Regions from separate parts of the Mus musculus genome. Here all the other regions are linked to region 2. The links are chromatin contacts, called in public HiChIP or PLAC-seq maps. All regions are on one chromosome and are shown on one strand. The core of a region is the stretch at or near the end of the contact, and the rest is flanking DNA. Distances in the headings are between cores, read along the strand shown. Region 1 has its middle 33 kb from the start of Gm46748. Region 2 holds the start of Hoxd1 (homeobox D1). Region 3 has its middle 36 kb from the start of 2600014E21Rik.

Region 1 (4,226 bases), core at 345-2,844, 270 kb before region 2:
CTGTTTTGCTTTACAAAAAAAAAAAAAAAAATTACAAATTTCAGAAATGAAATAATTATCTGGATTCCTCACTCGTATAACATATCAAATACAATAATATGCCAAATTACTAACAAAATAAACAACTTCTTTACTTTCCATCAAAAAAACGACTAGTTCACTGTATCCTGTGTTTTCTGTAACTATAGCCTATAATCTACAGCAATTAGGCCAGATAGAAGTTCTCGGTGTGTGGCCCTGGACCTGCAGCATCCCGTGGGAACTTGTGAAAAATGCATGTGCCTAAGTCCCAGCCTAGAGCTAATGTGTCAGAAGCTCTGGGTGGAACCAGTTCCATGTTTCAGCAAACTTTCCTGATGAGAATTAGCAAGTGAGGGGGGGGGTTTCTATTTTATTGATATGAATTCTGGAACACAAGACATTTAAGCCATATTCTCAGCACTACGCAATTGGATGTGGGTCAGGGCTTCATGTGTCCTAAGTCTTTTCTCATCATACCTTGGGTATGCTGTGTGATAGGCAGCGGTTCCCTTGGTGACCTGGGTCAAGAATCTAGGTAAGTGGGAAATACTCTATTGTGAAAGAATTCAGATTTCAAGATGAATAAGAACATATGGCTTAACACAATTGTGTGGCCAAGTTTCTGTCTGTAAAATACTTGAACCAATGACGTTATAACCCAAAATGTTAAATTAAAATGCCAAGTGAGTGGTGGAAAAGAGGGGATGGAGCCGGGAGCTCTAGGGAGAGTCTTGCTTCTGTCATGTGATCCACTGAGCTGTGGGCCATGACAGGTCCACACTAAATGATCTCTCAGAATAAGCAGAGAATCTCAATTTGTGAATGGGCTATTACAACTTTAAAATATTAGCTCTTGAACCATAACTTATTATTGAATGATAACTTAGTTAAAAAAAAAACCCAAGCTGATCAAAACCAAAGTGGGTCAAGACTTATGGATTTCACTTGTAGAATGCCATTTTGTAAGCGCTGGTTGAGAAATCCTCATAACATCTGATGAAGCTGGATGAAAAGGCTAAAGGGATGTAAGGTTTACAGAAAGATGTGTGTGAGGACAGACGTGGGAAATTGAATTCACAGAGCTGTGCTAAGCGATTCCTTTATCAGACGTACGCCCCAGCATCTGCTTTTATTAATCCTGTGTTTGAAGCAGTGTTTCATAATATCTCCGTGCTTATATAATCATCATTGAGATGCGACATCAGACCCTGGTTTCATGAGTGACTGTCAGCATGTTGGGAAATTGCCTTTTGTGGTGTATGTCATGTTCAAATGGGCACCATTTTAAATTTTCATTGAGAAAGCCACTCTGTAGACTAAAAACCATTCAGAGGAAGCAGGTTTGGAAAGGTTACTGCAAAATCCATCTCAACGGCAAACAGAAGTGATTTTAAATGCCTGTTATTTTGGAAGCAGTTCAAAGTTGTTCTTTCCATTGTAAATGGCGTTAAAGTGCTCTGCAGGGGCAGTATTACTTTTTTCTTGGCCCTCTGCGCTCCAGTAATGGCTCTTCTACGCTGAAGGCACAACAGTATGAGTCAGGAAGTTATGTACAGTATATGGGAGACAGCAGGGGAGACGTGGGAGGGGAGGGAGGTCATATGGTAAGTATATAGACGAGGAGCTGGGGTGTGGGCTGTGTGCATGAGAATGCCAGCCAAGCCAGGGAACAGCTGGGAAACCTGGTCTGGATTAGGTGGTCATTCCACAAACTTTTCCAAGGAATCACATAAGGAGAATATTACATTTTAATTAGAGCTGGGATTGCTCCAGAGAAAATAGTGGGGAAAGAGGGCGGTTTGGTGAACACGCTGCTTTTGAGTTTGGCTGGGTCCCTGAATCACAGTTAACCACTTAGTTGCCTCTAGCAGCACACTGCATATCACAGTGGGGCTTGTGACTGAACAGATGAGCACCTGGGGCTCCTGCCCAGCACGAGCACGGGACTGTCACTGGAAAAAGTCAGACATGGAATACTTCTATGTGGGAGGGACCAGAAAGGCCATATGACCCCTCTTTGCTTTTAATGTATATTTCAATTGGGAATGTTTGACTCACTTTTATGACTTTTGGCATATATTTAGTGTGTTTCTGAAATATCTGGTTAATAAATAAGCAAAGGAAGCAGATCACTGCAAAACAATGTGATGAAAATTAGTAATTTCTTCAAACTAATATTGTTCCATTTCATTTTAGGAGAAATATGTGCCAAGAAATAAAATGGTTCATATGTTTAATCCCCTCTTAATACAAATCAAATGCTTTTTTAAAAAAAAGCTGGTGATTTGTTTATATTTTAGGTTAGCATCTATCAAATTAAATAATTAAATTTAATAAGTATAATATTAATAAAAAAGCAGTAAAAACTATGAAAGAAATGTTTCTTAAAACTTTGTGATAGTTTTTCCCTTTTGTTTTTTTTGCTATTGTTTAGCAATTAGTTATTGTACATTTATTGAGCTCTAACTGTATACTATACACTCTTGGAGGGTCTATGGGAGTATTAGAAACCACTCTTCTTAAAGAACTGACTTCCAAGAGACAAGGCATGGATAGAGCCTTAATATGTTAACAGCATTATCAACAATGATTTATACCATCACAAACAGCTGATAAACTGGTTCAGAAGGAAGCACTGTGGTCTCTGAAGGTAGAGGAAGCATGATGGCTTCCTGAGGGGGAGGCAGAGCTGTGTTAGACAATGAAGGCCGGGGAGAGCAAGAGAAAGTGCAGAGAGTGGGTGGGGGAGCCAGCAGAGTGGGCTGTGCTGGGTAAGATCCCAGGAAGGCATTTTGAGTATTCAAAAACCATCATGGCTTGGCAAAGGCTCCTGGAGTGAGGTGAAGTCACTTCCGGGAAGGTGACGTTCGACAGGAACTAGTGGCCCGAGTGCCTGGGATATTGGTAAGTACGGGTGGCCCGGCTTTCTCTATGGAACAATACACAAGTGAACAGAGTCCGAAGCTAGAAACGAAACATCGCAGCAGCATGCACTCTAAAGCCACTCCTGGAATCATGAAGATAAGAGAGTCACCACTTGCAAGGAATTCTTGGCTGATTTTTGTTTTTCAAATAGGGTCTTAATGGATATATGTATCCATTTGGATATAGTGTTCATTGTGATGTCTAGATTCCTTCCCTTATAGCCTGAGCCCCAAATTGTTCTAGCATCTGAGGCAGTTTAAATTCCTGACACTTGTGTTATTGACACTCTGCTAATAACACATCAGCCCCTCTCCTCGTCTCCCACCTTGTGCCTTCCCCTCCAGGCCATTGCTTGCTCTTGCATTTAATCTGTCGTCTTTCCAAAATGTGGGAGAAGACTTGCAGAGAAGGTGCGGGCCATCTGATTTTGGGGGTCTGCTCCCTCCACACTCTTCCAGCTGCTGCGCGTACATGCGCTGCTTGCATTTATTAAGTAGGAAAGCTCACAACGGTTTCCAGTTCAGAACATAGCCCTGCCTGCTGTTCTCTCTAGCCTAACCAGAAATCCCATTCTCCTCTAACTCGATAAACCAAATCTAATTGGAGAATAATTATAAAATACACTGATGTGCAATTTGTTTCACTAACTCAATAATTAATTAATATGCTACTCATGGTTCAGAAGATCTCTTAAGACACAGCACAAATTCCACTGGATGAAAGAGAGTGCCAAAGACATAAACCAGGGCAGCGCCTTCACATAAGACAGGCCGAGAGAAAAAGATAAGGGAGGGGGAAAGATGAGCTCTCTGAGGCCTTTGGAATCCGAGGGGAGATGTGTTTTGCCTCATTGAGGGAGTCTCCTCTTGCCCTTTTCCACACGTGAAATAGACGGTCTGTTCTGCAGATGCGTCTGCAGTATTCATGCAGCTGCAGCTGGCAGACGGACTTTTCATGTTTAAACCTCCCCACCACCAGATGCTCTCGGGTGAGAGAATCAGCCCCAATCAATGGAACCCACCCACTGCTCTCTATTGACTTGAAAACATATACTCTGTGCTCCTTAATGTGACACACAACTCTCTCATTTGTTTAGGGTCTCGTGTAGCCCAGGTTATCCACAAGCTCAATGTAACCTTAGCTTCTAGATTCCTCTTGCCTCTACCCTTCTCCCCCACTGATCTGCTTACACCCAGTTTTGTTCTGTGAAGGAGCGCAAATCACAGGGTGTCCTGCACGCTGAGCAAGCATTCTATCCGAGCTAGTCCTGGATGCTTCCT
Region 2 (3,750 bases), core at 841-3,340:
ATGTCATATATAAGGTTCACTGCAAGCAAATCTTTAAAAAATATACATACTGTATATATTTACACTTCAAGTTTGAGTAACTGATGCCAAGGTATAATTCAGATTCTAATCCTTACCTACCCTGTGGATTTGTTCCGCTACTAACTAAACAGTGATTGTGTTTCTTCACCCAGGCACACGAAGAGGTAGGAGCGCCACTTTAAATAAACAAACTGGAGCACAATATGAAGATCATCATTGAAGCAGCTTAGCTACATAGAGGAAACCCTAGCTAGCTTTGATCATCTCAGGAAGCTGAATATATGTAGTCTGTCCAGGAAATTAAAACTGAAACAACTTCAGAGAGATACGTTTCTGACCACACTAGACTAAGAAGGCCTGCCACTCTGCACCCGAGAATTTTAAGTGGCTCACATAGCAGCGTTTAGGCAGGTAGCTAAGACACCTTTCCTCCCCATGAGGCAAAAATAATATGCGAATAAAAGATATCAAATATATATCTCTATACACAGCCTCTGGAACTCAGAAGCCAATTTAGACAATTCCTTTGCCAAGTAAAATCCGTATTAATTTCTACCCATGCCCACCTCCAGCCCAAACTAAGCTCTCAAGTCTATTCAAAGGTGGGGAGCAGTCTGTGACTTCTGTAGACCCAAGGTCCTCAGCCTTAAGAGTGGGCCTCAGGAAGGCTCTTGAGCCTGAGAAGGGCTTCCTAGATTCCGGCCAGATTTGATGGGACTTGTTTCTGACCGGGGAAGCTTAATCGAGGCCACAGAGGCAGCTGTGGCCAGAAGCCCCTCTCGTTCCCTCTTCTTCTGCTTCATCCTACGGTTCTGGAACCAGATTTTGACCTGGGTGTCATTCAGCTGTAAACAGTTGGCTATCTCGATGCGTCGGGCTCTAGTTAGGTACTTATTGAAATGAAACTCTTTCTCTAGCTCTGTCAGTTGCTTGGTGCTGAAATTTGTGCGGATGGCACTGGGAGGGCTTGTGGCTCCATATTCGGACAGTTTGCCTGCAACATAAAGACAAGGTGTGAGCAGGAGGAGGAGATGCTGAAACTATCCAGTGGAGCTAAGACTTAGAATCAAAGTCACAGCGCAGCCCTCCTGAGTGATGGACACAGCTGAACCAGAAGAAGCGCTCTGCTGAGGCCTCTCAGCTCCTGGGGCATTTTCTGACCCTGGGCTCTGACCAGGGCTTAGGAGTAGAATCTCTCTCCAGGGTTGGTGGCCACACGCTCCCGGCTCTTCACGAAGGAGGCGCCCCCCCCCCCCGAACCCCCAGGTGCCTCCCCTCAGCGCCCACCTCCTTACTTTTCTTGGGGGCGTTCCTCTTCACTTTCATCCACTCGAAAGTGCTGTGGGCGGCCGGGAGGCTGGAGGTGGGAGAGGCCGGCTTGGGGCAGGCTCCAGGGGCCGGGGACACAGTCTGAAAGGGCCCGGGGTGGCCGTCTGCGGGCTCCTTGAGACACGCGGGGAAGGGGCCAGGCTCGCCAAAGGCAGCGAAGTCCACCTGGCCGCTGAGCAGGAATGATCCCCCGCCGGAGAAGACCGCCGAGGTGGCATAGTGGACGTGCGCCCCGCCCTCGTCCGCCGCTCTCCCAAGTGCGCCCGGGAAGTCAAACGCCGGCCCGGACCCCAAGAAGCCATACTCGGCGGCAGAGGCAGGTGCGGCGCCCCGCTCGTAGGCGCCTTCCAGGGTGCAGGGCGCGTACCGGGGCGCGGCGGGCTGTGGGACCGGGGACTGAGCGGGGCCTGCGGGAGGCGACGGCGTGGGCCGAGCGGTGGCCAGGGGCAGGCAGCTCACGAAGGCGCCGTCTCCGCTGCCCAGGGGGAAGGCCGGCTGCAGGGCCACAGGGCGCGCGTCGGCGCGGCAGAACTTGGGTGCGAAGCCGAGCACGTCGCCGCCTACCCCTCCGCTGCCACCGCCCGCGGCGCACGACACGTACTCCAGGTAAGAGCTCATGGCTCGCTCCGCACGACCTAGGCGCCGCACCCTGCAGGTCTGCGCAGCTCCGCCTTCCCGCTACCCCCGCTGCCCTCGCCGAGCCATGGCGAGCGAGCCCGAGGTAAATAGTGGCTTCATATACCGGCGGCGGCAGCCACGTGGCGCCAGCCAGCCAATCGGCGCCTTCCCCGCACTGGCCGGTCCCGACTGGAGTGCGGTTCCACGCGCCTGCCTTGCTGCCAACTTAGCCAAAGTGGCTGAGGGGCCTCCGCCCAGCTCGGGGGAGAGCGGCGCCGGCGGAAGGGCGGGGCGAGAGCCCTGGACATCAGCTCCTGGGACAGGTATTGCGGGAGAAAGGCAGGGAAGGGCGAGGGATGCAGCGGTCAGGGCTGGTCCCTCTCGGGACCCCTTGGGCTATTTCCCGGGGAATGATGGGCGAGCCTGGATGATGCTGGGTAACAGTATTGCTTTTGCCCTGAGGGGACTCTACCCAGCCCTCCCTCTGAGAAGGTCAAGTTACTCTTGCCCCTCTTTGGGGGGGGGGGGGTGCATTCGGGTTTCCTTGACCCAGAAATCCCTCTTGTCCTAAACCTAGAACAGACATTCCTTGCATCTTCCCTCTTTTCTGCCTCACCAATGACTCCTGGGACCACCTAGGCCGGGGGGGGGGGCCGCGGGGGCGCGGGGGGTGAAATCATTTTCACTAGCTTTTCTTTGCACCATTCCCCCCCGCCCCCAGAATTTATCCTCTTCAGCTCCCCTTCCAATTTGTGGCGACGTGGTGAGAATGGATGTTTGTAGTGTCAGTGTCGATTTGGGCAGAAAATAAGTTTGGATTTTCCCTTCTGATGAGGTCATCAGAATACGGAATCCACTCTGTGGCAGAAAGGCCCTTGTACACTATTTAGAAGGCTGGCACGCGAGCTGCGCACGCTTTCACTGAGACTCTTGGCTGGAGGGCGCTGGGCATCCTGGGGACTGGTCAGATCTCAGAGCTTTGGACTGGCTTGTACCTTAAAGCAATTAAAGCTTCTGTTCCATCAGATAAGTGCTGCGTCGTCTCTTGCGAGTGTAATCTGAGGGCTCACGATGTTAATGGGCTCACGTCTTTCCCTTGATAATATGGTTTGTTTACTGAGTGTAGAGAGCCGGGAAATAAAAGTGTAATTGGCACAGGAAATGGAGAGGAGAAGGGTCATACAGACAGGCTTTACACGGACAAACTTTCCAGCTTCCTTAACCATCTCTTTTCATGTTGTCCTCTTTAGGGCAGTAGAAAAACGCCAAGAGAAATAAATACAGGTTATTTGCACACAGCCATAAGTAAATGAAGGTGGTTTTCTAAAAGCCTCTGTATTGACGAGTCTAAAGAGTCGGCTCCAGGTTTATTCAAGTGCCCTTGAAAACTTGATCTTTTGCAGCCTCCAAGTTAGAATGAGTGAGGTTTTGTTATTGCTTTATGTATCCACTCGTCATGAGACAGCGATTGAGCACTTGCCTAAAATTCCACTCAGGCCTCATAGTCCAGGAGTGAGCCCCTTTCAGGGCTGTGGACTTGTAAGTAAATAAAGCTACAGCAAACGCCTATTATGCTAGTGAGGTGGACCTGGTGCAGCTTAAGCACCTAGACTTGGGAATGGTCACGTGACTGAGCACACCGTTACAAGAGTATGGGGTTCTTGACAATGAACGGAAAGTAGAATCCTTCTACTAAAAACAGACCTTCCACCTAAAACTACCCATTATTTGCTTTCCCTGAAGCATATTTTTTGGCGATTCTGTCTTTGCTTGAAGTAGAAA
Region 3 (3,960 bases), core at 794-3,293, 340 kb before region 2:
CATCTCCAGGTCTAAGATCATTTGTCTAATTCTTTTCTTTGCTTTGGGTTCTTTACAAAGCTAATTATTAACCTTAATTAAATGCAATTATGAAGTGCCAAAGACTGTTTCTTGTAAACATATCTTAAAGTGTCTGTTATCTAAATATTTATAAACTCTTTCTCTCTGCTTTGAGCTTCTTTGAGAGTGATGGTCTCTATTTTTTTTTAAATGAGAAATGGGACAAAAAAAAATGGGACAAACACAAGAGATCTGGCCTCAGTGCCCCGAGCACGCAGATTGCTGAAGTGTGTCTGCTTCCTTCTAACCGATCTTTTGCAATCTCTTTTTAATCTAAGTCTGTGTTGGTGGGGAAGGTTGGAAGAGAATGAAACAGGCATGTTACTGCATTAAGAGAGGTGGTGGGCGTATCAAAGGTGAAGAAATGGGCCAAGTTTTCGAGCGCAAGGAAAGACCACACATGGTTTTTAACATGAATGGTTTTGTTGGATCCAAAAATGAAAATAGTCTTTTCAAAGCACCCCCCAACCAACCTACCAACCTATTCCTGCCCAAGTATCTCCAGGATCCCTTGACTATGCCTCCTGACTATTCAACTCATCCAAAAATCCAAGCCATTTGTCTGAATTTGAAATTATTCCTCTATAGATATTTACAGGAGACCCATGGGTGTGTTAAACCATTAAAAAAGAAAACAAACCCAAAAAACAAAAAAACAAAACCGTCCATAGCTTAGCCACTGTAAGTCTTCACATGGAAGGAGAGAGAAAGTTGAATTTGTTTGGTCAACTTGGGGGGACAGGAATTAGATTAATCAATACATATTAACAAACAGTAACAACAGCAGATTGCTATATTTGTGGACCATTGCACAGTGAGGTGCTTTCCCACTCCTGACAAGGATGTCTATGGACTGGCCGGTTAAGTGAATTGTCACAAGGACAAGCTTCCATTACAGAAAGTCAGGACAACAAAAAAGCAGGAGTCTGCTGAAGACACAAAAGAAAAAAAAATTAGATAGATAGATAGATAGATAGATAGATAGATAGATAGATAGGCTGTAGCAGCCTTAACGCTTTCCTTTGAATAAATTAAGATTCTGTGATTATTTGGCAACAATGTACAACTTGATTTTTAAAAAATTCAAGTACAAATTTGCTCTACAGCTTGAGCCACCTAAATAAAAGGCCCCAGTTGGCCCCTTGGCTGTGTTATAATGTCTGGAGAAGAGGGAATAAACTGAGCAGCTAGGTTGGAACAGTGGACCTAGGGAGGAGATGGGAGGCTCCAGAGAGCAGACACCATGAGATCAAGATGGGAGAGGAGGGAGAGAGACAGAGGAGGGGGGAAAGGCAGGGGAGGGGGTGGGCAGGGGAGGGAGAGAGAAGAGAGACAAAGGATACTGGGACTGGCATCTTGCAGCATCCTCCACCCCTAAGACTTCGCCTCTTCTCAATTCCAGTCCACATGTGACTTTGCAATAAATTCCTTTCTGCTAAAGGGTCAATATGAATCTTTCTTACACTTGTCGTCTAATGGCCTCTACTAATTTTTATGAAAGCTGCTTAGTGGGGAGGTTGGAATGGAGGCTCCTGTACTTCCCCCAAGATTTCCCTCTGTCATGAAACCTGAGCAGCAATCGCGAAAGTCTTCTTCTGATGGCTCCTGCACCTCAAGCCTCCTCCACTCACAGGGACGCTGCGGTCGTCTCTGCAGGCCCTTGGGAAGGAAGGGATTCTACAAAGGTGTCCTGTCAAAGTCATCTAATCTCTCCCTTCAGAAAATCCCACCGAGGATCTACACACCTAAATGTGTCACCTCGTGAAAAAGTAGACTAGCCGTAAAATCATGCAACTATACATTAGCTTAAATAGTGTTCATAAATTATTAGGCTTAGCAGAAGAGATTATGGCTAATGGGATAATGAAGAGTTTTACATTCCCAGTACCCCATCAAAGGCAGGAGCTACCAGGATTGCTCTGGGCGAGAGAAGCACTGCTGGGAGACTACTCCACTTCAAAGGAAACGGTTCTGGTAAGGTGAACCAGCTAGCAATAAGGCGGGATCTGATCGTGCTTGGGGGCGTGGTGTTGGGTCTGAACCAATCGGTGCAGTTTTAGAGCAGAAACAGGCATTTGACTCAGAGGAAATCTGTCCACAGACAGCAATAGGCCCACTGTGTGTGCAGCCTTGAAACAGTGTCCGTTTTGGGTTTTTTTTGTTCGTCACGTTGTTTTGTTTTGCGTCCAGACAGTCTGACTATATAGGCCAAGCTGACCCGCAACACAAGATCTTCTTGCCTAGACATTCTTGGTGCCAGTTTTCTCCTTTATAAAATGGGAAAATAAGGACACCTAACTCGCAGGGCTGTTCCAAGTATTGAATGACCTGAGGAAATGAAGTGCCAAGTTCGGGGCTTCAGACCCAGAACACAGGAAACGACTGTTAGTTAAAGCAGTGTGCAAATGTCATGGAGGGTCCACGTCTTTCAGGGCAAATGGCCACAGTAAACTTCTGTTTGCAACCCAGTGTAGGGAAGACTATGCAGATGGGGAGATCCCTGTGCCAGCTGCCCGCCCTCCCTCCCTCCCTCTCCCCCTTCTTCTCTCCCTAATTCAGAAATCAAGATTTGTTCCTATATTACTATAGAGAAAAACATTAATTGCTGTCAAAATTATCAAAACCTGATTTGTAGAGTGGCATTTCGCTTTGTAATAAAAAAATTGGGAAATTAATTTTTCTGTTTTACTATGAAAAGAATCACAATTAAGTGTTGATGATGATGTAAGACAAGATAATATGTGCCAGTGATCTTGCATTGGCATATAAATCGATACAAATCAATTCTGGAACTGCTGCCAATGTTATTAAAGAGATCTGTGGTAGACAGCGTCCAGTGCCTTCACAAATGACACCCTTGTTCTTCCCTGCCCCCCCCATCCTCCCTCCAAGAAAGTGACACAAAGGGAGAGAGAAAGAGAGAAAGAGAGAGAGAGAGAGAGAGAGAGAGAGAGAGAGAGAGAGAGAGAGAGATAGAGATATTAAAGGCTGAGAGGTTAGTTATAGGGCTATATATTTTTGTCATCATTTTCAATTTTAATATTCTTAGAGACAGAATTATATTCATTTACATTCTCTCAGGGATGTTCATGAACATTAATTACCAAATTAAGGAAATCTTGGAAATAAAAATGGGCATATATTAATCACAATAACCTGAGTATCTAATAGTCATTTTCTTTCTTTCTGAAGTGTTAATGTGAACTTGAACCATGGTCAGTCTGAGCAATGGTGGTGAGTGATCACAGATGGGCCTGACTAACAGATGGGTCCATGGTCACCTTGGACAACACATCTCTCCTGACTCAGAGCCCAGTTCAGCACTCACCGTGCAGTAACAGAGGCAGTCAGACCCGAGGGATTCCAGTCAAGGACACACAACTAAGTCCTGTCTCTCAGCCTGGCTGTGACCAGATCCCTCAGAGCAGCTCAGGCAAGGCTCTACGGTAGCTTGCAGTCCCTAGGGGTTTTGTCCCCTTTCAGGGACATGAGAGGTACCAAGCCTGCTATGAAGCAATGCCTAACTCCAGGTTACACCATCACATGATATAGTGGAGGCTTAGATAGCACAGTCTCTCCTCCATAGGACAGACCCAGCGAGAACACGTGGAAACTACAACGAATGCTTCTAAGTACTAAATAGGAGTACATCTGAGCCTGCTGAGAGATGCTGCTGCTGAACAACCCACCCTGGCCTCTTAGGAATACCCAGAGCCTATCAGACCACCTAAGGACAAAGGGATGCAGGCATTAGACCCCCATCTTTATCCACAGAACACTTTGGGGTCTTTTGTGAAGGATCTCTCCCCTATACTTGTAATAAATGACTTTACAACAGAATCAAATTTTGTTACTTAAAAAAAAAAAAATCCAGCTGCTACAATTGATAGCCCCAGTTAA

Evidence for each region. HiChIP or PLAC-seq counts read pairs in DNA pulled down with a chosen protein or histone mark.
Region 1: a contact with region 2 is called in an H3K4me3 HiChIP or PLAC-seq map of craniofacial prominence, with 3 times the contacts expected there. The contact joins the enhancer-like site here to the promoter of Hoxd1 in region 2. A contact is called at or near these places in 4 of 39 promoter capture datasets (embryonic stem cells, frontonasal cranial neural crest, hematopoietic stem and progenitor cells and 1 more), 1 of 15 datasets of contacts at CTCF or cohesin (the NIH/3T3 cell line), 1 of 484 Hi-C or Micro-C datasets (embryonic stem cells) and 10 of 115 datasets of contacts at active chromatin or transcription factors (craniofacial prominence, embryonic basal ganglia, embryonic hindbrain and 6 more).
Region 3: a contact with region 2 is called in an H3K4me3 HiChIP or PLAC-seq map of craniofacial prominence, with 2.9 times the contacts expected there. The contact joins the enhancer-like site here to the promoter of Hoxd1 in region 2. A contact is called at or near these places in 2 of 39 promoter capture datasets (liver and pre-B cells) and 7 of 115 datasets of contacts at active chromatin or transcription factors (craniofacial prominence, embryonic basal ganglia, embryonic forebrain and 4 more).

Annotation. Positions count from the first base shown.
Region 1 is chr2:75,026,944-75,031,169 of GRCm38.p6, reverse strand. No RefSeq gene overlaps it. Among named protein-coding and RNA genes, the nearest start is that of Gm46748, 33 kb to the left of the region's middle. Within about 2 kb of position 1,594, at least 18 of the 459 cell types and tissues checked have an H3K27ac peak or open chromatin away from gene starts, as enhancers often do. A contact at or near this core is called in the NIH/3T3 cell line, craniofacial prominence and embryonic limb bud, where this site is marked.
Region 2 is chr2:74,761,320-74,765,069 of GRCm38.p6, reverse strand. Hoxd1 (homeobox D1) reads right to left here and starts at 2,090. Exons shown (of 2, transcript NM_010467.2): 1 at 1,317-2,090; 2 at 1-1,015. The coding sequence starts at 1,968. The coding sequence ends at 681. Haglr (Hoxd antisense growth associated long non-coding RNA) reads left to right here and starts at 2,174. Exons shown (of 3, transcript NR_110445.1): 1 at 2,174-2,291.
Region 3 is chr2:75,099,829-75,103,788 of GRCm38.p6, reverse strand. No RefSeq gene overlaps it. Among named protein-coding and RNA genes, the nearest start is that of 2600014E21Rik, 36 kb to the left of the region's middle. Within about 2 kb of position 2,043, at least 16 of the 459 cell types and tissues checked have an H3K27ac peak or open chromatin away from gene starts, as enhancers often do. A contact at or near this core is called in craniofacial prominence, where this site is marked.